Linked DNA regions of Zea mays: region 2 is linked to region 1. The links are chromatin contacts, called in public Hi-C maps. All regions are on one chromosome and are shown on one strand. Each heading gives the region's core, a stretch centred on a gene start, on an enhancer-like site or on the middle of the called end of the contact. The rest is flanking DNA. Distances are from core to core; before and after follow the strand shown. Region 1 holds the start of LOC100284070. Region 2 holds the start of LOC100304212 (putative protein kinase superfamily protein).

The links. A called contact is a pair of places that touch in the nucleus more often than the background predicts.
Region 2: a Hi-C map of leaf shows a contact between it and region 1, with 5 times the contacts expected there. The contact joins the promoter of LOC100304212 here to the promoter of LOC100284070 in region 1. A contact is called at or near these places in 12 of 25 Hi-C or Micro-C datasets (bundle sheath, ear, endosperm and 3 more).

What each region holds. Positions count from the first base shown.
Region 1 is chr4:133,570,921-133,575,295 of Zm-B73-REFERENCE-NAM-5.0, reverse strand. LOC100284070 reads left to right here and starts at 2,121. Exons shown (of 8, transcript NM_001156968.2): 1 at 2,121-2,479; 2 at 2,555-2,696; 3 at 3,057-3,135; 4 at 3,248-3,372. The coding sequence starts at 2,262. LOC111591490 (U12 minor spliceosomal RNA) reads right to left here and starts at 1,849; the gene lies at 1,692-1,849.
Region 2 is chr4:133,821,710-133,826,084 of Zm-B73-REFERENCE-NAM-5.0, reverse strand. It overlaps LOC100304212 (putative protein kinase superfamily protein), which reads right to left and starts at 2,595. Exons shown (of 8, transcript NM_001361387.1): 1 at 2,478-2,595.

The DNA.
Region 1 (4,375 bases), core at 872-3,371:
TCACTCCTAGACACAATTCAAAAGATCAAAGCCTCTCCAAGTCCCAAATTCACCTCAAACACTTAGTGACTTGTGAGAGAGTGATTTCGTGTTCATTTGAGCTCTTACCTCTTGGATTGCGTTTCTTATTTCTCATTCTTGTTCTCAAGTGACTTGTAATCAAAGCAAGAGACACCTAAGAGTGTGGTGGTCCTTGCGGGGTCTTAGTGACCCGATTGATTAATGGAAAGGCTCACTCAGTCTAAGTGACCGTTTGAGAGAGGGAAAGTGTTGAAATAGACCCGGTCTTTGTGACCTCCTCAATGAGTACTAGGTTCTTTGGGACCGAACCTTGGTAAAACAAATCACCGTGTTCATTCGATTGATTTTCATTTGATTTGTTTTCCTCTCTCTCCCGGACTTGATTTTAGTTCTAACGCTAACCCCGACTTGTAGTGTGTATTTAAAGTTGTAAATTTTAGATTATGCCTATTCACCCCCTCTAGACGACTTTCAAGTCCCAAGTTAATGGAACACTTTAGTGGTTCATCTTTGTCTATATCTTAGCATCCATAAGTATCATTATGTTCTAACAATAAGATATTGTGATGTCTGTGATAAAATAATGTAAAACATGGTGTTCACTTCCTTATGTGCTTCTTTGACTTTGTATCGTGACTAATTAAGTTATTAATTACTGTTTTCTATGTTCCAAATAGTAGATTGTTTTGGTTTTATCCTAAGTCAAACTTATCTAACTTTGACTAGGTTTATAGAAAAAATATATTGACATTTATAATTTCAAAATAAATGCACTATCAAGACATATTTCATAGTAGGTTTAATTAAACTAATTTTATGGTGTGGATTTTGGTGTTTTTTTAACTTGGCCAGAGTTATTGAAGTTTGACTTGAATACAAAAGTAGAACCACATACAACTTAGAACAGAGAGAGTCCAATCACACTTGGGGTATCCGCACAAATGTTTATTTTCTTAATTCATGTTTTTAAATATTTTTTAGGTACATGCTGTGACAAAAAAGAGTTCATAACATATAATTAAATCTATCATATTAGCTTGGGATATGTTTGGCTGTTAGCACAAAGTTTGGAATTTTAAGTAGTACTTTTTCCGTATTGCAGTAATTTTTGGCCCATAGCGCGGCCCGTATATCATGGCGTGTCTGACCTGGCCCGTCAAACTTCGTGACGTACTTGGATCGGCCAAAAATGTCCCTTTTAGCCCGGCCAGAAGCACACCTATAACCATAATCAAATGAGTAAAATTTAATATAATTTCGACCGTCATCACCCCTTCTCTCTCCCGTTTTATATTTAAAACAAATCACATCACCCCTTCTCCCTCCCGCCCGTTTTATATTTAAAACAAATCACAAATGTATGACCCCTTTCCGTGTTCTGCTTAAAGCAAAACTAACTAGTATATCACATAGAATTGGATGTTTCTAGAAAGAAGGCAGTCCTAAATTGTTTTTTAAAGATCAATTATGTAAATTTGTTTTAACAGTACATAGTTTTTTAGTTTAAAAAGATTAAGAATTGGATTTTTTAAAAAAGAGGAAATCCTAAGAAAATGTCATCATTTAGATCAAAACTATGTAAATTTTTTAGCAACAAATAATTATTTTTTTAGTTTTAATTTTAAAATCTTAAAAAGATGCATTCAAAATTTACAATTTGGTTTGGCGGGTGGGGAGGCCCGCACAGGCAAGTCCTGCAAAGTAAGGCAGTGTCAATACCCGCGCCAGCCTCTTCCCCCTTCAAAAATTGCGGTGCAGGTTTTGACCCCGCACTGCGAGCGGCTCTCACCGCAGCGCTTTGTTTTCCTTACTCATTAGTTTAAGGCAAGGTTCTACGCTAGCACCCCACCCCCTATATATGCCATCCACACAAGTGCGCGCATCCGCTACTAGCCAGTGTGGGACTTTCTTCCTCGGAACGATTTACTTCCCTCGTCTCTCGTGTGCGCTACCTCCTCCGCGGGGCTCTGGTTCCAAACTGTTTATTATTTAAAGCCTGGCCTACTTACAGGACCGTCTCGGCCTGGCCTGCTATGGATAAGCACTGCTACGGCCATCCTGGCCCATCAGGCCTACTTGATGCGCGCCTCTCTCCCTCCCAACAACCAGGCCACAAGCGCCCGAGCGGCTTAAACCCTAGCTCGCCGTCGTGCTCGGCTCGCCACCCCGCGCCTGCTCCTTTCAGGCCCTAACCGTTCGCCGCCGCGCATTCGAGCACACGCGGAAGCGCACCTAGTGCCATGGCGAAGAAGCGGAAGCGCACCGACGCGCCCGCAGAGGCGGCCGGCGCAGAGAAGCCTGACGACTCCGCGCCGGCGCGCCCGGAGCGCACGCTCTTCGGCTTCAAGGACCTGGTCCCCGACGCCGAGCCCGCCTCCGCGGGCGCCGAGGCCGCGGTGGCGCCGTTCCGGAACAGGGAGAAGGTACTCATCACCTGCTCCCGCCGAATCACGTATAGGTGAGTGCTCCCTGTTTTTCCGCTTGCAGTCTTGTGAGATGGGTGATTCCGTTCACGCGTGCGTGCTCGGCGTAGGTATCGGCACCTGATGCAGGACGTGCTGTCGCTGCTCCCGCATGCGAAGAAGGACAGCAAGGTCGAGTCGAAGCAGAGCAAGGGGAACGCGCTGAACGAGCTCCTTGAGCTCAGGAGCTGCTCCAGCTGCCTTTTCTTCGAGGTATAGATCTTCTACTCTGCTTCCACCCCGCACGGTGAGGATCTTGTTAGCATTGACATGACGGTGGCTGCTTACGCGCGGGAACAAGCTGTATAAATCGCAACTCTTAATCTCAAGCTTGGGTTTTGGTCCATGCTTTCGTTCTATGGATGTTCTCTGGGATCCCATGTATTGAGGAAGCAACTTCCATTTTGCTCTGGTTCTAAATTCTCTACTGGGCAATGGATGTTTTCTTTGACTGCATTTGTGCCATCCGCCATCCCACAATTATAATTGTTCAATATATGTATGCATTATACTTCTCAGTTCTGTTAGCTTATTGAATTATGTGGGTGAAGTTTTTTCCTTCATGTATTACAGTGCAGAAAACAGAAGGATCTTTACCTTTGGATGGTGAAGTCTCCTGGAGGACCATCAGTAAAATTTCTAGTTAATGCTGGTATGCTATGGCCCAAATGGTACTTACATTGGCAGTCTTATGCACTGCAGTCTATAACATGTATGCTTTTGTGATGAGCTAACAATTAATCACGATGTGATGTTTACTGTAGTTCACACCATGGAGGAGTTGAAGCTTACCGGTAACCATCTGAAAGGGTCACGCCCACTTCTTACATTTTCTACAAATTTTGATGAGCAACCTCATTGGAAGCTTGTGAAGGAAATGATAACTCAGGTATGTAACTGGTTTCACATGTTATGCCATACCTACATATGGCTAAGCATTTTAACAAGTTGATGAACTGCACTTATCTGTCCAATTATCTAGATTTGTCCGTGACGTTCATTTTGCTATGAAAACAGCTTGATTTTCTAATGATAAAAATCTAACAGGATTTTGCAAACATACAACAAGGTCAAACTCCACTTCGCTATTTTAGTACTGGATGTCTCAATGACAGATGGACCAGGACCCACCTGTCATTGGGGCACCATGTGGTAAAAGAGCAGACTGGTGTTTGACGCAGTGGTGGTTGTCCAAATTTTCTAAATTCAAATTGCATCACTTTTTTGTTGTATTTTAAACCATAAACACTGACGATTACCATATGCTGGCTCCATTTCTTTTTTGGGAACATAAGAACATCTTGCGTGCTGCTATCTAAGCTTGCATTTCCATTGCTCACTGTAAACCAAAAAGCATGGTTATTAAAGCGGTAAAACGTTATGAACCGCCTTTTTAACATTTAAACGGTGAAACAAACGTTGAAACGTCTTTTCAAACTTGACATAGAACTTCAAATATTGAATAAGTTCATACATAAGTTGAGTACTTGAGTTCAAAAACCAAATAGCATAAAAGGAAACAGATCAAGTTCAACAACATAAGTTCAACCACACAAGTTACAACTTGTATCTATGATCAGTGAATGTGAGCAAAATCAAAATAGAGTCTAAAACATTGATCTCATGTTCTCATATGGTCAGATTACTCACCAAATGACCAAATGGAGCATGCAGCTGCCACTGTCTGAATTTGAACCTGGGTGCTTCACTGTCACTGAAAACCTGAACCTGGGCTGGGCGCTGGCTGCTGGAGGATGGTGGAGGGAGGAGGGGGCAGAGGAGAGGAGAGGTGGGGCACTGGCTGTTGGAGGATGGTGGAGGGAGGATGTGGGCGGCGACGCTGGAGGAGATGGAGTCGGGGTGGCGGTGCTAGTCTGCTTTAGGGGGTCAGG
Region 2 (4,375 bases), core at 1,346-3,845, 250 kb before region 1:
GTCGACGGGTGAAGCAAATGATGGGGGTGCTCCATTGCGGGGGAGTCAAAGCTGCACCAGTGCGCCCAGGCAACGTCGTGGTTGTTCACCTCCGCGTACAAGAGACTGCAAGACATGGCGCCCCTCTACAACGCTCTGTCCAGCACTGGCCTTCATCTGCGGCGACCGGGCAACTACCACGACTACTCTCCTTCGTACAAGGGGGTCTGCTGGCCTCGCCACCATCTGCTCCAGCCACCACCCTATGCGCACTAGTGGTCGCGAGACCATGAGGGGCTGCATTGCACGGGATTCACTTGCTGCAAGCAACACCAACGTTAGCCTCCATGGGCCCGCCTCCAAAGGCCGTTGTGTCTTTACCTCCGTGGTTCCGGCTCGCGCTCTCCTCTTCGTTGTGCAACGTTTCCTTCGGACACGGGATGATGCTTGCAGTTGTAGTATATTTAGAATAATTAAAAGATGAGCCGAGATGTAAAAGGTTCCTTTTTCAGTGATGGGCATTACAGGTCGTTTGTTGGACTGCAGTTCAAGGACGAGCTGCTTGTCTAGAGGGGGTGTAGTGTCAGGGCCTAAGGAGGCCCACGGAGGGGCTGCAGCAGCAGCCATGGGCCCTCCAAGGGGGATTAGATAAGGATAGTTAGAGATAAGATTAGAAGATTAGTTGAGATTATTTAGGAGATTAGTTAAGGTTATCTAGGAAGGTTATCAGTTAGTAGTTGTTGAGAGTTTTTAGGAGAGTTTTAAGGAGATAAGGATATCTAGCTAGATAGGGGCAGCCAGCTGGCCTATTTATGTAATCAATGGATGAGAAATAAAGTAGTCAAGAATTATAAGGGAGAAACCCTCCTCTTGCTCGGCCGTGGGCAGAGGCCCCCGGCCGACGTTCCTACCCATCGATACCCCTCCCCAATCCCTCACCGATCCAGCGACCATAACATATGGGGTGTGGGTCTATGGATGTCGTTGCCGACCTGTGTCATGGTGCTGCCCAGGGTCGTACCTAAAGGGGGTCGAGCCGGGCGGTCGCCCAGGGCCCCCAAAATATTGGGCCCCTCAAGTATATACTAAGGTATAGTACTTAGTTATTTAATTTATCCAAACAGTGTTTGTTTGGTTAGCCCAACCGTTTAGCAGTCCAGCCTCTACTATCTTGCTCACGTAACATAAGTCGGAAGCAGCTACTAGCCTGCTCACGTAAGCCAATTCCCAAGTCAGGACTCAGAACAGAATACAACCAAAAAACATAATTCCCACCGCGGTGCCGCCACCATGTCTCCAAAGGACCGAAGAGTCCAGATAGGACTACAAATGCCAGAACACGTCATCGACGATCGACCTTCGCACATACGCGTATACCATAGGCAGTAGCTAGCTAATTGTGTTTTGTCATTATCGAAATATGTGTTTATAATTATACATATGCACATATATAGTTATTATATACACATGGGTCAAAAGGGCCTCCATATAAACTTTCGCCCAGGGCCCCTGAAATCTCAGCACGGCCCTGGTGTCGCCCACTGATCTACAAATCGACGTCAGTGTGTGTCGTAGCTGTGTACCCTTGCCACAAACCGACCTGCGGGTCCATGTTCTTCCTCCCTTGGTTCTCAAACTCCTTGTTTCTCAATCTACTGGCTGCTACTTCTCTGGCTTGATGGAATATTATCGTCTGTTAGAACCTAAAGACTAAAGTTCCTAGGTTTGATGGCTTGATGGCCTGAACTTTATTATCTATGTACTCGTTGTGAACTTGTGTGGTCCACTATTCCAGCATTTAATTTTTTATAATACTACCTCCATTCTCGAATATTTGTCGCCCACTAGTTTATTTTTGAACTAAACGACAACAAATAAAAAAGAACAGAGGAAATATATATTTGTGTATCGCCGTATCGGTGTTTTTTCAGAAATAGTGCATTAGGGTATCGGCGTATCAAGTTTCCGTCTCGCCGTATCAGTAACATAGTTCTGAACCGTTCTGATGATTGTAGCGACACACCTATTGTTCGAATAACCACTGGTGCCCGTTAAATATCTGCACAATAACGATAAATCGCCCACGTCACCTAGATAAGCCAAAATAGCGAACCAGATGCAGCTCTGCTAAGCTAGGGTCGCATGGAGCCCACGCATAAGTTTTGTCGGGCTAATATCAGGCGATCTCGAGGGAATAGCTAGATGCTGGCTCAAATAAACACCCAGACGAAGGAATCTAGATAACCTGATGTTCGTGCTCCAGAGCTAGACTTCAGCAATACTAAAAACCCACTACAATTTCACCGCAAAGCTCGAGTGCGAAGCGCAGATCACCGCGATCCCGCGCGCATTCACACGGACAACGGAGACGGTTCCCACTTACCACGCAAAATGCAGGTCCGGCTCCGATCCCTCCCAGGCAAGCCAATCTAACCACTGCCCCGATGTCCCTCGTTCCTTGCTACTGAAGCTCGCCGAATCTCGGTAAGAAGGCGCACCTTTTAGATCGGAGGCAGAGGCGCGCGGTCGCCGTGGGCTCCGGCGCCGGTGGCGTCAGATGGGGGGCGCGATCCCGTCTGGAGATTCGGCGCCCGGGCGCAGTCTGACGAGCCCGAGTGCCCGACGGGAGAGGAGGAAGCAAGCAAGCAAAAGCCGAGACGTGGGTGGAGCCGTGGCGATGGCGAAGTGGTGGCCTGGTCGTGGGTGGTGGCCCTGGTTGGGGTGTGGCCACAAATAGATTTCTTGTCGAATATTTTTTGTTCGTCGTCCATTTTATTTTTCTTTTGTATACGTGCTAGGTACTAGCTCTATGTCGGTGGTTTTTTTCTAGAGTGCCAAAAATGTTTAACGCACCAGTAGTAGCACTAGCACGTGCACGCACGCACGCACCTATACATAAAAGACGCCGTTGATTTTTTTTAACTTTTAATCAAATTACTGTTTTGAATTTTTATCCTAAATTTGGCCGGCTCCTCTTACTAAAAATCATAATTACTATTAATTTTTATTGTGATATTATTTAGCATATAATATATTTTAAATTTAGTTTTGATTTTTTTTTTATTTTAAAAAAATAAATAAGACGAGCTGACCAATCGTGTCAGAAAAAGATCAAATAAATTATAATTTAAACGAAGGGATATCATTTATTTTGTTATAATTTATTTTATTTATTTTGTTATAGTTTATTTTAGCACTTAAGCGTGACTCCAAATTTTATATTTTAAAATAAATATTTTGAATAAGACTTGGTGATAAAGTTTTGGAAAAAAGCCAATGACATGATATATTTGTGAACAGAAAGAGTATATGTTTGGCTTAACAATACTTTCATATTTCCATCTTTAGTGTTGGGTAATAATAATTTGTTAGTTGGCTACTATTAGCTCTAGCAGTTTTCAAACATAATTTAAAAAATTGTTAGTGGAATTAGCTGACTAACAAATAGTTGGCTAACTATTAGTGTCGGCGTTTCGACCCCGGGGGGTCTCTGAACCGACGAGTGAATTGTCGCCGCGTGTCCCAGCCCAGATGGGTCGGCGCGAGACGGAGCACGAAGGGGGGAAGAGACAGGCAAAGGGGAAACCCGCGACCTTCGTGTTGCCCTGCGCCCAGGTCGGGTGCGCTTGCAGTAGGGGGTTACAAGCGTCCGCGTGGGAGAGAGCGAGAGCCTTATGCGCTGGCCCGTTCTCCCACGCAGACAACCTTCTCGTATGAGAGCCCTGGACCTTCCTTTTATAGGCGTAAGGAGAGGGTCCAGGTGTACAATGGGGGTGTAGCAGTGTGCTAACGTGTCTAGCAGAGAGGAGCTAGAGCCCTAAGTACATGCCGTCGTGGCAGTCGGAGAGGTTTTGGCACCCTGTTCATGTGATGTCGTGGCCGTCGGAGGAGAGCTGGAGCCCTGCGGAAGGACAGCTGTCGGGGCTGTCGAATCCTTGCTGACGTCTCCTTGCTTCCGTAAGGGGCTGAGAGCCGCCATCGTCATGGAGCACGCGGGGCACCATCATTATTTGTTGACCGGGGCGAGCCAGATGGGACGCCGGTCTTGTTCTCCGTATCCTGAGCTAGCTAGGGGTAGGGGTAATGATGGCCCCCCTATGACGTGGTCGGTCCAAGCCCTAGGTCGGGCGAGGCGGAAGCTTCTCCGAAGTCGAGGTCGAGTCCGTCTTCCGAGGTCGAGGCTGAGTCCGACCCCTGGGTCGGGCGAGGCGGAGACCGTCTTCCGAGGCCAAGGCTGAGTCCGACCCCTGGGTCGGGCGAGGCGGAGACCGTCTTCCGAGGCCGAGGTTGTGTCCGAGCCCTGGGGTCGGGCGAGGCGGAGTCCGTCGTCTTCTGAGTCGTGGTTGAGTCCGAGCCCTGGGGTCGGGCGAGGCGGAGCTTCTTATGGCGCCCGAGG